Regions from separate parts of the Mus musculus genome. Here regions 2 and 3 are each linked to region 1. The links are chromatin contacts, called in public HiChIP or PLAC-seq and promoter capture Hi-C maps. All regions are on one chromosome and are shown on one strand. The core of a region is the stretch at or near the end of the contact, and the rest is flanking DNA. Distances in the headings are between cores, read along the strand shown. Region 1 holds the start of Bst2 (bone marrow stromal cell antigen 2). Region 2 holds the start of Gdf15 (growth differentiation factor 15). Region 3 holds the start of Fam32a (family with sequence similarity 32, member A).

What was found. Promoter capture Hi-C pulls out the DNA fragments that hold promoters and counts their contacts. HiChIP or PLAC-seq counts read pairs in DNA pulled down with a chosen protein or histone mark.
Region 2: a contact with region 1 is called in an H3K27ac HiChIP or PLAC-seq map of bone marrow-derived dendritic cells, with 5 times the contacts expected there. The contact joins the promoter of Gdf15 here to the promoter of Bst2 in region 1. A contact is called at or near these places in 2 of 39 promoter capture datasets (pre-B cells and second pharyngeal arch cranial neural crest) and 1 of 115 datasets of contacts at active chromatin or transcription factors (bone marrow-derived dendritic cells).
Region 3: a promoter capture Hi-C map of the HPC-7 cell line shows a contact between it and region 1. The contact joins the promoter of Fam32a here to the promoter of Bst2 in region 1. A contact is called at or near these places in 3 of 39 promoter capture datasets (the HPC-7 cell line, HPC-7-derived erythroid cells, cranial neural crest and 1 more) and 2 of 115 datasets of contacts at active chromatin or transcription factors (embryonic stem cells and large pre-B cells).

Annotation. Positions count from the first base shown.
Region 1 is chr8:71,535,534-71,539,921 of GRCm38.p6, reverse strand. It overlaps Bst2 (bone marrow stromal cell antigen 2), which reads left to right and starts at 2,450. Exons shown (of 5, transcript NM_198095.3): 1 at 2,450-2,794; 2 at 3,488-3,563; 3 at 4,097-4,136. The coding sequence starts at 2,495.
Region 2 is chr8:70,629,496-70,633,883 of GRCm38.p6, reverse strand. It overlaps Gdf15 (growth differentiation factor 15), which reads left to right and starts at 1,789. Exons shown (of 2, transcript NM_011819.3): 1 at 1,789-2,551; 2 at 3,710-4,388. The coding sequence starts at 2,272. The coding sequence ends at 4,341. It overlaps Gm34154 (a long non-coding RNA gene), which reads right to left and starts at 1,321. Exons shown (of 2, transcript XR_870495.2): 1 at 1,029-1,321.
Region 3 is chr8:72,217,967-72,222,354 of GRCm38.p6, reverse strand. Fam32a (family with sequence similarity 32, member A) reads right to left here and starts at 2,610. Exons shown (of 4, transcript NM_026455.5): 1 at 2,495-2,610; 2 at 2,273-2,414; 3 at 374-427; 4 at 1-173. The coding sequence starts at 2,568. The coding sequence ends at 105.

The DNA.
Region 1 (4,388 bases), core at 1,201-3,700:
GACTGCCCACTGACCTTACTTTGCAGCATAATCCAGCTGAAACAAAGGATGGGTCTGTGGGCTCTCCCTATATAAATGCAGTGCCGAATTTTTTGTTTTGTTTTGTTTTGTTTTTTGGTTTTTGGTTTTTCGGTTTTTTGAGACAGGGTTTCTCTGTGTAGCCCTGGCTGTCCTGGAACTCACTTTGTAGACCAGGTTGGCCTCGAACTCAGAAATCCACCTGCCTCTGCCTCCCAAGTGCTGGGATTAAAGGCGTGCGCAGTGCTGAATATTAAACTTGAAGCCTTGATCAGAACCTTGGCTTGGCTTCATTTGTCTCCCCCCACCCCATCTCTTTTTAATTTCCAGCCCCGCTTTCAGGTAAACCCAGTTCATCCATGGCTGCTGGATGTCTACATCTCCCTTTCCCCTGAAGAACCTCCCCAGGGGAGGGGCAGATGCCAGCCTTGGGAACAGACAAAAAGCAGCATACCCTACCCTCCATGTCACCGAGACTCACCCTCCCTTTGATTAATAGCCAATGCTTCTCTGGTGCAGATGGCTCCTGCCCTTGAAGGAAGCAGGGACCAATATCCTTGAAGTGATAAAAAGCCCACTCTTGGACTCTGGGAAAGAAGCAATTAAGTGTTCCCAGACAGCTGTGACCAGTTTGTAAAATGCACTAGCTTCTGAAAGTGTATTTTTCCTTTTTTCTTTTTACTTTTCCCAGCTCAGGAAAGTCCCTTTCCAGCTGCACCGTTCCACCCCACTGATGTAATCAGGTTTGAAGGATGGCACTTCCTTATCACCTCCCCAGTCAGGTAATCCCAAAGTTTGAGGATCCCAACTTATGCATGTGCATATACATATACATATACATATACATATACATATACATATACATATACATATACATATACATATACATATACATATACATATACATATACATACACATATATTCCAAGCCCCAGGACGAGAGCATCTAATTCTTAACCTTTGAGTAGAGAAGGCTTGCAATCATATAACAATAAAGACTCTCTTTGTTCTTGCATCAAACTCGAAATTCCTGATGTTGTTCTGGGGTTCCTGAGAACTGGGCATAACATTGGCATTTCATCTAGGCTCCGCCCCACAGTTACCTGGCAACAGCCAGGTGTGCCTGACTCACTATAAAAGGGGCTGCTTGCCTCTTCCTCTCTTTTCTCCTCTTCTAGATCTTGCTCCCTTTACCCTCTTCCTCCTCTCTCCCCATTCCCCTCCCACCTCTCTCTCTACCTGTTCCCGGCTAGCCTCTACTCCTCTACTCTCTCTCTCTCTCTGCCTTTCTCTGTCTCTACTAGGCCCTCAACTCCCCTCCCCATGCCCTAAATAAACTCTATTCTATACTCTACATCCCATTGTGTGACTGGTACCCTGGGGGCCTCAGCCTGGGCCTGCAGAAGCACCCTCTTCCCCCACACCATACCACACCCCCATCAAACATATCCCTGGCTTCTTTTTCTTTTTATAAAACACAACACCGAGTCCTCCTATGCAAACTGGTCTTCACAAGGACAGAAAACGTAATCTCTCCATATACTAGTGCTTTGGCCACACAGTTTCAGTCCTGAAGAGAACCCCTTGACTGAATGTGGTCTGCCCTATGTGTCCTCAGTAAAGACTCCATAGTGTTTTGAGGTGGGTACCATTCAGGACATTCAGCGGAGCCAGGGAGGATTCCAGAGTAGTGGAGCACACCTGCCATCCCAGCACTCGGGAGGCAGAGACAGAAGGATAGGAAATCAAGGACAACCCCTATGCTAACTCCAGGTCATGCTTCATGTCACTTTTGCCCAAAGCCAGGCCAAGCCCTCTCTGAGTGCCTGGTGCTCACTGAAACACTCCTTTTTTACCCCGTTCACAGAGGTTTTCCCGCAGGCAGGTTTTCCCCGCCAGGTTGCTCCTGATGCCAGGACAAGAGCTGGGAGGCACACTTTGCTACCTGGCCAGGCTTGGTTTCCTGCCCGCTGCTCTGTAGCCACTATTCTCAATATACAGATTCTCAATAGCTCCCACGATCCTTTCGTGAATGGAGACCCCTGACCTCAAACCTTGGCCTTTGGTCTTCAGTCCACAACTGAACCTTGAAGTCTTAGTTCCCCTTCTAGGAGACCAAACCGACAACCGGCCTGTCTCTGCCTCCCAAGTGCTGGGGTTAAAGGCGTGCGCCACCACCGCCCGGCGGACAGCCACTGTTAAGTCGAGTCCCAAGCCCACAGGCACCAGGTGACTGGCCAGCGAAGGCCAAGAATTTGAGTTGAATTCCAGAAGTTTCTCTTGCTTCTAGGGGCATTCCAGGAAAATGAAACTGAAAGGCTGCAGTTTCTCCACTAGCAGTTTGCAACCCGGCGGCTCTAGAATTGCGTTGGACTCCTGAAGTTGCTATTTGCTAGAAGCAGTGGTGGGGCGGGGTTATGCTAATAAGGGCGTGGCCTGGAAAGGGTTCCTGAGCCCTCTAGGATCGACGGATCACATGGCGCCCTCTTTCTATCACTATCTGCCCGTGCCCATGGATGAGATGGGGGGGAAGCAAGGATGGGGCAGCCACCGGCAGTGGCTGGGGGCCGCGATCTTGGTGGTCCTGTTCGGGGTTACCTTAGTCATCCTGACAATCTACTTCGCCGTCACAGCGAACAGCGTGGCCTGTAGAGACGGGTTGCGAGCGCAGGCTGAGTGCCGGAACACCACGCACCTGTTGCAGCGCCAGCTCACCCGCACCCAGGACAGTCTGCTGCAGGCCGAGACACAGGCAAACTCCTGCAACCTGACCGTGGTAAGCCTGGAATCCGTCCCCTCCAGTGGCTTTGAAACAGCCAAGCAAGTCCCCCACCCCCACCTCGAAGGCCAGCTACTAAAGACTGAAATCCTGGGAGACCTTAGAACTCCCTACAGCTCTGCAATCAGGGGCCTCAGTATCCTCCCTTCCTTTGGTGACTCTCCAAACTTTGTGTAGAGTGCTTGAGTTGGAGAGCTCGAACCTGACTTAGGGACCAGCATTTGGCTTCACTGGGATATCACTCAGCCCTGATTGAATTTTTTGAAACAGGGTCTCCTAAATTGCTCCGGCTGTCCTAAAAGTCACTCTGTAGACCAGGCTGGCCTCAAATGCTGCCTTTCAAGTGCTAGTATTAAAAACATGAGCCACCACACCTAGCAAATTATTGAAACTTTTAATATGTCTCTGAGAGACCTTGTCTGGGAAGCCCGGTTCTGCTGTGTGTTTGTGTAGGAGAATATCTGGAACTTTCTACTAGGGGTTAACTACGAAGAGTTTTCAAACTCCTATGTGGGCACTTAAAATTGCCGTTTTGGAGATTACACCTTGGTAGGACTGGGTGGATACGGAGAGTGTTGGAGGGGAACCTGAAAGGGGCTTTGCTTGAGAAGGTCTCAGATGCCTTTGCCTGGAAGTTTCCTAGGGGCCAGGACAACAGCCAACCCATGTTTGTGCCGCTTTTCTGATCAGGTGACCCTTCAGGAGTCCCTGGAGAAGAAGGTGTCTCAAGCCCTGGAGCAGCAGGCCCGCATCAAGGAGCTTGAGAGTGAGAGGGGGGCAGGGGGAGGGGGAGGTCCAGTGGAGCTGGGAGGGAATAGCTTAGGCCTCCAGGTTGGGACTTGGGGAGAGGTGCTGACCCACATGAAGGGGTGGCAGGGTCATGAGCCCACTGCTTGGAAGTTTGGTTTCTTCCCAGAGACAGACAGAGTGCCAGGGATGAAGGAATAAAGCTTGGGGAGTGGAAGTAGGGGTTTATGTCAGCAGAGAGCAGAGGGTGGGTAGGAAGAACGTTGTCAGGAGGGTGGAGGCCACAGATCTGCTGGGTTTCCCAAGTGTTCTCTAAACTGGTGCTTCTACAGCCCTGCAGAAGGCCTTAGGCTGGCCTTCCTTTGATTCCTTTCTCCTTATTACCCCACCCCCACCCCCTCTGCCTGACCACACTGGCTGCTGTGTGGCCTTGGTGGTTAGATGCATCCCAGGTGTTCCCTTGGGGTGCTCTGGCTGTCCCCGCCCTCTCCCCCTTCTGGCTGCTCACTTAGCAGCAGTATACCGACCAGCCCTCTGCTTGTGTCATCGCAGATGAAGTCACGAAGCTGAACCAGGAGCTGGAGAATCTGAGGTTAGAGACAGCTCTCCCTGCCCACCGCCACCCACTCCCCTCCAGACTGCACTTCCTTCAAAAGCTGGGCTCCACTTGGCTCACACAGTCTACAGCTCAGGTGTGAGCTGTGAAGAAGGCCTAATCAGGAAAGCCTACACCACCACCGTGGGGTGTTGAGGACCTGAGGCTGAATACCCAGCACCCACTTACAGATTGGCTGGAATTATATGATTGGAGCTCCATTCTGGAGGACAGACAGAAATATCCTGG
Region 2 (4,388 bases), core at 540-3,039, 910 kb after region 1:
CTGAGGCAGGGGGATTGTGGGTTTGGATTCACAGAGTGAAAGTTCTATGAACCTGGAGGAACTGTCCCCTAGGCTTCTGACAGTCTTGTTTTAACCCCCAAGTGACACCCTGACACCTGACTGAGACTTTAGGCCTGGGTCTCTATCGACAAGCAGCTGAGAGTGTGAATTTCAAGGTGCACAGGAGCTCCTACTGTGTACTCAGGTCACATGGGCATCTCTAGTTCTCTACCACAACTTGTGGTGACCCCACGGGATGAAGCTGAAGGTATAGTTGGTCACACACAGCAGTGGGTGTGTGTTGAGGGGGCACAGATGCCTGGCGAAGTGGGATCCTAAACAGGAAGCCCTGGTGACTTTTTTGAAGGGGCCTGTGTGGGTTAGGAAAGTTGGGACCCATCACAGGAAGACACCGAGGGCCAGAGAGGCAACCTGGGCTGGCTGAGGTTGCATCTGTCTGCGGCCTGTGGGGTTAGGTGGGGTACAGAAGTGCTGAGAACATCGAGGCCTGTCCCAGCATCCAGACCGCACAGGGCTCCCCGTGTGGGAGTGGGCAGCTGCTCGGCCCACTCCCGAGCTCCATATCTACGAAGCCATCTGCATCCCAAGAGACTTTGGGCCGTCCCCAGCCTCAGTTTCCCCACCTGTGACCCATGATGGTCCTGTCTCAACCTCTCATCTCACGCAGCAAGACAGCTGTATCCTGATCCTTGGCCTTTGCTCTGCAGCGCAGAGAGGCTGAGAAACTTGTCCAAGGTCACATGGGACCGCGGGATAGTCCCTCAATTTGTAGCGTGCACCCCCGGCCCCCGCTGTACCCCTACCCTGACGATGTAGACCACAGCAGCCTTTCACAGAAAGAGAAACTGAGGCTCAATGGCTGGCCTGGGACCAGAAGACTGCAGTATTATCCTCTGGGATATGATTCGGAGATCAGCAGCTCGCCCAGGGCAGAGAATCCAACTCTGAGACTTAAATTTGGGGGAAAACGGTCAGAGATGAACATAATCCCAGAACCCCACTCTCACCGGCCAGGTGGCCACCATGCTGTGCCTCCTCACAGAGTGCAGATACCTCAAAACTGCCCACAGCTGCGATCCCAAGGGCGGTGCCACCTCTCTCCACATTGATCTTTAAGAGTCACCCCCGTAGGCAAAGGGTCCTGGAGCAAACAGGTAGTTCTGGGCAGTGCATCAGGGGTGGGGCTTGGATCTGAGGAGGAGTGGTCTGGAATCAGTTTGGGGAGGGTTCTGGGGGTCATCCTGGTCTTGGACAAAGGAGATGGCGGGTGAAGACTTACCATGCACCTACCTTGTCTTCACAGGGGGACATGGAGTAACCCTAGTCAGTCATTAACCTGGAGTGACCCCACAGGTCAGAGGCCACCCAGCAGTATGTAAATACTGGGAGGGACCCCAGCAGGAGCCCTTGATGACACCTGGTGCCCCTCCTTGCTCACTCCTGTCTTCCCCAGAGGCCCTAACTACAGCCACTACCCTTTCAGGGCCCAGGCTGACCGTGGATGGGGCTCCTGGCACCTTCATCCTCCTCCTCCATCTTCTATCTGAGCCTGAGACGAACTGCCCACCCCCTCCAGCCACCTGCCGCCTCCTGTTTGGAAGGAGGCCCGCAGCAGATTTCCTCTTCCCTCCATTCCCAAGAGGAACCCCTGGTCTGGGGATACTGAGGCAGGCACAGGGCAGGGCACGTGTGAGCATCCAGTCATCCTGAAAGGTAAATCTGGTTCCTGAAGCGACAACTGTTCGTACAGGGTTTTGAAGGATTGGTAGGAGTCCCACAGAGGACACCGAAGAGGTGCAGTCCCTGATTTGTCCTTATGTCCCAGCCCATTTGGGCACGGCTGTAATGTCTACTCCTGGGACACTGAGGCATAGGGGTGACTTGCCTGAACTTGCCTTTTCTAGGTTTTCCTTGGCTTCACCTTTGATGGGGGTGGAGGGAGGAGGGAGGGAGAGAGGAGGAAAGAGAGAGGGAGAGAGTCCTGGTCCCAAGAGGAAGGAAGAAGCCACTTGAACTTCAGTCTGGACTCCATCACATGTTCTGTGGGGACGATCAGCCCTCACTCAGGTCCCAGCCCGGCGGTTTCCCTCCCTCCCACCCCCTCCCCCTGCGGAGCCCTGGGATTCCCGCCCGAATTAGCCTGGTCACCCGAGTTGGCATCGCACACGGGGGCGGAGCGGACAGAGTCCAGTGGGTATAAAGGCAGCTGCAGAGGGCTTAACTCAAAGACACACTCAGGACACAAGCGACATGGCCCCGCCCGCGCTCCAGGCCCAGCCTCCAGGCGGCTCTCAACTGAGGTTCCTGCTGTTCCTGCTGCTGTTGCTGCTGCTGCTGTCATGGCCATCGCAGGGGGACGCCCTGGCAATGCCTGAACAGCGACCCTCCGGCCCTGAGTCCCAACTCAACGCCGACGAGCTACGGGGTCGCTTCCAGGACCTGCTGAGCCGGCTGCATGCCAACCAGAGCCGAGAGGACTCGAACTCAGAACCAAGTCCTGACCCAGCTGTCCGGATACTCAGTCCAGAGGGTGAGTAGCAACCAGGGACCCACTTCAGGAACACCCTCTCCAAGCTCCAACCAACACACTCAAGTCCACGAGCCCAGCCCAGCTTCCGAGACTCAGTTTCCCCTGCTGTGACCTCTGGAGCTGCCAGCAGCGGGCTCAGCCAGAGTAGGACGGATGACCGTCCCTAGACCGGAGCTGGACAAATGATGTCCAGAGAGGTCAAGGTCGCTCCTGGAGATGCACAGCACTCGAGTTGGGGAGGACATGGGGGAAGGTTAGAGGGTCCTGGAGGGAAGAGGGAGGGACAGGAGCCAGGTTGGGAGCCAAACGGAAAGAACCTGCGGGAACTGGATCGGAAATCTGACGCAATCGCTTGTAAAGAGACTGCTACAGTAACAAGTGACAGTCGCTTGGATGGGAGGGAGGAGGATCCAGGGGACTGGACTCAGCTCTGGGACCCAGCAGGGCTGAGGGCGGGCCCAGGCTGATTTGGGTCACGCCCCCTTACAAATCCGCTAGGGTTGTGTGAATCCAAGCGAACTGTAGCTCTCCCTAAAGATCTGCAAAGCTACACTTGGATGTGGTGGCGCATGTCTGCCATCCTAACTACTCCGGGGGTTGAAGCAGAATTGCCTTGAGTTCAAGGCCAGCTGGGACTACAGAGTGAGAACCTCCCCAAATTTTATTTGTAGCCCAGGTCGATTTCAAACTCAGGGCAATCCTTCTGCCTCCATTTCCCAAGTTCTGGGAAGACAGGTGTAGGCAACCAAACCCTGCTTTAAAGAAAACCAACTTCTGTTTGTTAAACACTTTATTCAGAGGCTTGGGAAAAGGTTGGAGAGATCCATGCTGTCCTGCGCAGGGCAGACCTTAGGGATCTCTGTCGCTAAGAGCAAAATCAACTTTAAGCCAGAAGGTGGCGGTGTACGTCTTTAATCCCAGCACGAGGGTTTGGGGTGGGGGTGAGGGGTGGCACAGAACAGGCAAATATCTGTGAGTTCAAGGCCAGCCTGGCCTACATGGAGAGTTACCAGGACAGCCAGGGCTATACTGAGAGACCTATGTTTGACATCTGTGCAGACCCTGTGGTCGGCGGGAGTGGCACATTTGCACAGGGGCACATCTGTGCCTGGCACACCCTAAGGACATGAGTAACCGGTGTTCTGGTTTCTTCTGCAGTGAGATTGGGGTCCCACGGCCAGCTGCTACTCCGCGTCAACCGGGCGTCGCTGAGTCAGGGTCTCCCCGAAGCCTACCGCGTGCACCGAGCGCTGCTCCTGCTGACGCCGACGGCCCGCCCCTGGGACATCACTAGGCCCCTGAAGCGTGCGCTCAGCCTCCGGGGACCCCGTGCTCCCGCATTACGCCTGCGCCTGACGCCGCCTCCGGACCTGGCTATGCTGCCCTCTGGCGGCACGCAGCTGGAACTGCGCTTACGGGTAGCCGCCGGCAGGGGGCGCCGAAGCGCGCATGCGCACCCAAGAGACTCGTGCCCACTGGGTCCGGGGCGCTGCTGTCACTTGGAGACTGTGCAGGCAACTCTTGAAGACTTGGGCTGGAGCGACTGGGTGCTGTCCCCGCGCCAGCTGCAGCTGAGCATGTGCGTGGGCGAGTGTCCCCACCTGTATCGCTCCGCGAACACGCATGCGCAGATCAAAGCACGCCTGCATGGCCTGCAGCCTGACAAGGTGCCTGCCCCGTGCTGTGTCCCCTCCAGCTACACCCCGGTGGTTCTTATGCACAGGACAGACAGTGGTGTGTCACTGCAGACTTATGATGACCTGGTGGCCCGGGGCTGCCACTGCGCTTGAGCACCGGGCCCTGCTCCTCACCTACACTCCCCTTCAAGGATGCTATT
Region 3 (4,388 bases), core at 1,361-3,860, 680 kb before region 1:
TCTCAGCAGATTCACCAGCCAGGTGTAAAACATTCTAGAAAACACGGAGGGACAAGACAAAACACTGTCAACCTGGCCTTCTGCCTTTTTGCACCAGGGGCAGGTTACTTGGTCCAGCTGACTTTGGGAATGTCATAGTGCTCAGTGAGTGTATCCAGGTGTCGGTTGAAGTCCTGTAGAAGATAGACCACATCAGTGTGAACCAGATGGCAATATCGCCGCCTGCACCCAGACCATCTCACATACTCCACCACAGGTCTCACAGCACCCAAAACAAGCCATGCCTGAGGGTGGGCTCCAACAGTCCAAGCTGCACTGTCTGGGCTCTGGCTACCCCCCCATGGCTCAGTCTGCTGACAGGTGCAGGGCTCACCTCCACTCTCTGTTTGTGGGTTTTTGATGCCTTCTTCAGGATTCTTTCCATTTGCTGGAGAGAGAAGAGACCAGGGTGAGTCCCCATGACTGACACAGCCCAGGCTGGAGCTGCACAGATGGGGGTAGGGAGCCATAGCTCATTGATGCCCAAAGCAGCTGCTATATTTGGGAGGGACCCTGCTTAGTCTCCCTACAACCCCAGTATTCCTCATGGGCAGATCCTGCCAAAAGCTGGAAACTGGCTTTGAGAGGCCTGGAGCCACGTCCCACACAAGCAGACTCCTCTCTGGAGTAAGAGACTCCAGGTAGGAAGGGCAGAACCCGAGTGCATGCTCAGTGCTCCAGCTCGCATTTCTGTTGCTATGACAACATACCCGCCTATCTGGCTGGCTATTTCACCTTACAGTCCATAAAGAGGGAAAGTGAAGGCAGAGACTGAAGGGCCACAACTCAGTCAAGAACAGAGATAAATGGAAGTGAGCATGCTTCACACTCAGTTTTCCTTTGCTGTTACATGGTTCAAAACCCAAACACTGGGGGCTAAAGATCTTGAGTTCAGCTCAGAGCCAGCACTAAATGGTGGCTCACAATTTTCTGTAATGACACCCTTCCACACCTACTACACCCTATGGGAATGTCACAGTGGTCAGTGAGTGTGTACAGGTGTCCGTTGAAGTCCTGTAGAAGACAGGCTATACCAGTGAACCAGGTTGGCAGTACCCCCATCTCTACCCAGCCTATCTCACATACCCCACTACAGGTCTCATAGTACCCCAAAGGAGCCTGAGGAGGCACCATGCCTGAGCGTGTGCTCCAACAGTCCAAGCTGCATTGCCTTCGGCTCCCCCTCTGGCAGCACAGCACAAGAAGACAACACACTCATACACATAAATAAAAATTTCCAACGGTCTTCCACCCAGGGCTGGAGAGATGGCTCAGAGGTTAAGAGCACTGACTGCTCTCTTAGAGGTCCTGAGTTCAAGTCCCAGCCCACATGGTGGCTCACAACCATCTATAATGAGGCCTGGTGCCCTCTTCTGGTTTGCAGGCATATATGCAGGCAGAACACTGCATACATAATAAATAAAGTCTTCCACTCAGGACCAGAGCTACCAACGACAGCAGGAAGGGGTGGCAGACCCTAGGGGACTCTAGTTTGTATCAAGTTGTCCAATTAGGGTGCCCAGAAGGGCCACAAGACCGTAGCCAGCCAGCCCATGTCGTTATTCAATTGCAGAGGCAAAAAAACAAAACAAAACACTCCACTGAAGTACAGGCTATACCAGACCAGAGAACACAATTGGCTGGGAGACAGCAAGGTGACCCACACATCCCAGAAACTCTGTGGGAGTTCCAATACATAATTGATGCCCTTTGTTAGATGGAGAAGGTGCCTTCCTGGGTTTTCTCAACAGGGATATCACATTGTAACACTGCATCCTAGAAGTTCAAGTCTACAGAGATAGTGCCAGGACAACCAAGGCTACATAAAGAAACCTGTCTCAAAGCAAACTAAACAAACAAACAAACACCCAAAATAACTAGTATGGCCTTGTGGGCCATGCTAGCCTCTCCAGGAACTAAAAAGCTGAGGCAGTAGTTCAGGGCCAACTGCAGCCTACATAGAGAGTTACAGAAGAGCCTGGGTTCCATCCACACACACACACAACCTTCAAATAACAAAAGTACATTTGAAGCTAGGAAAGCGAGTTGTCATGGAAACAGACTTTGTGGTAACTTAAGAACAATGAACTTGGCTAGCATTAAGAGCTGATGACATCTGTCTTCCCAGTTCACAAGAAGACCACTTTAGGCAGGGCTACCAGGCTACCAGGAGTTGGGAGAAGGCCTGGGCTACACGGGCAGTTGGAGCCGGCCTGTTCTGCCCCTGCCTCACCCGCTTCTCCTGCATCTTTTCGAAGGCTGCCTGCGCCGGCGTGCGCTTGTCCAGGCAGCGCCTTTTCTCCTCCTCGCTCTTCTTGCTCGTCCCCATGGCCTCCAGCATCTTGGCCTTGTCTTTGTCTTTCTTCTTCTTCTTCCTGAGAGAGAGGGGGACGGTAAGAGGGGCCGGAGCTGGGGGTCGGCCCTCAGGGACAGACCGCGGGCTCCCGGGCCTCACCGCTTTGTCACGCCGAGCTCTGCCACGCCTTTCAGCTTCAGGGGGCCCTTCTGGACTTGCTCGTAGGCCTCCATAGCGCTCGCAAGCCGTGCCCCGGGAACTCCGCCACACTTCCTGTTTGCATACAGTACTTCCGGCCGAAACCCTCCTCGCTTCCTTCTGATTGGTCAGCTAGGACGCACGCGTCCTCAGGGTTCAGAGTAAGTGCACACTTCCGGTCTCGGGTAGTCTTGGCAACTGTCCAACAACATAGCTCGCCTAAAGACACACTTCGTATTTGGGCGTCCATTTCTGACTTTATGGGCATCCACTTTTGCTTTGTGGCATTATTTACTTAATTACTTTTTTTCCAATTTAGAAAATTACAATTACCCAGAACTCCAGAGACAGAGACAGGAGGATCTCTGGATCTCTGGATTCAGCGTGTTTTATGTAGTGACTTCAGGTCAGCCAGAACTAAAGACTGTGTCTCGAAATAAGTAATAAGAAAGAATAAATCTGGGGCTGGTGAGATGGCTCAGTGGGTAAGAGCACCCGACTGCTCTTCCGAAGGTCCAGAGTTCAAATCCCAGCAACCACATGGTGGCTCACAACCATCCGTAACAAGATCTGACTCCCTCTTCTGGTGTGTCTGAAGACAGCTACAATGTACTTACATATAATAATAAATAAATCTTAAAAAAAAAAAGAAAGAATAAATCTTTAAAATTACATTAAAAGTTAGTTACCTGTATACGTGTATGTGAGTGTGTGTACACACGTGCCAGAGCACACGTGGAGTACAGAGGACACTTTGCAGTACTCTCAGGCCTTATGCTGTGGGTTCCTGGGAATCAGACTGATGTGGTCATATTTATAGACGAAGATCCTTTGTCTGCTGAGTCATCTCAATGGTCACAATTATTTTTCTGTGAGTTTGAGGGCAGAAGTGTCATGACACTAAATGAGTCTGATAAACGTGGAATTTGCTGTGTAGACTGCTCTGACCTCTAGCTTGCTGCAGTTCTGACTGAGCATGCAGAAAACTGGAACTGCAGGTGTGTGCCACTGCCCTAGCTTGTCTTGTTGATGTTTTATAGAGGACAGGCTTGCTATGTAGCAGATGATTAAACTGTCTTTTTGGTTGTTTGTTTGTTTTGAGACAGGGTCTCACTGTGTAGCCTTGGCTGTCCTTGTACTCCTTATGTAGGCTATGCTGTTGTGAATTCAGGGATATCCACCTGCCTCTGCCTCCCAAGGGCTGAGTTTAAAGGTGCGTGCCACCATGCCCAGCAACCTTACTTCCCAACTACTGGGATCACAGATGTGCTGGGATTTTTTTTTTTCTATAGCAATTTTGGGGAGTGGGGAGGTTACATTTATTTATTTGTGTGCTGTGTAGAGCAAGTAGAGGTCAGAGCACAACTGTGGGAGCTGCTTTGCTCCTTCCACTGTGTGTCCAGGGAATCAGGCCCCTACTGCTGTTCTGTGAGAGGCTCTCTCTGTGTGCGAGGCTCTCCTTACACAGCCCCGAAGCTTGTGACTCCCTTAGTTCTGGATGTTAAGCCTGAGCCACTACACCAGGCTCACTTATTATTCTATATCTGATGGCTATTCTTGGTTTACAGCTTGACTACATCTTGAATTAAATAAAACTCAATAAAAGTGTTGATTTTTTTCTAAGTAAATCATTTAAAATGGGAAGATCCAATTTTAATCCAGATCATTTGAGATGGAAAAATCCACTTTTAATTTGGGACACACTTTTTTCTGGCAGCTGATGCATGTTTGCCCTAGCTTTTTATAGTGCATTCTGTACTTTCACTGACATTAGAGCCTGCTTCTTTGGGATTCCAGCATATACTGAAGACCAGCCAAGACATTTAGCATTGTGGAGTAAACAATTATTGAATTG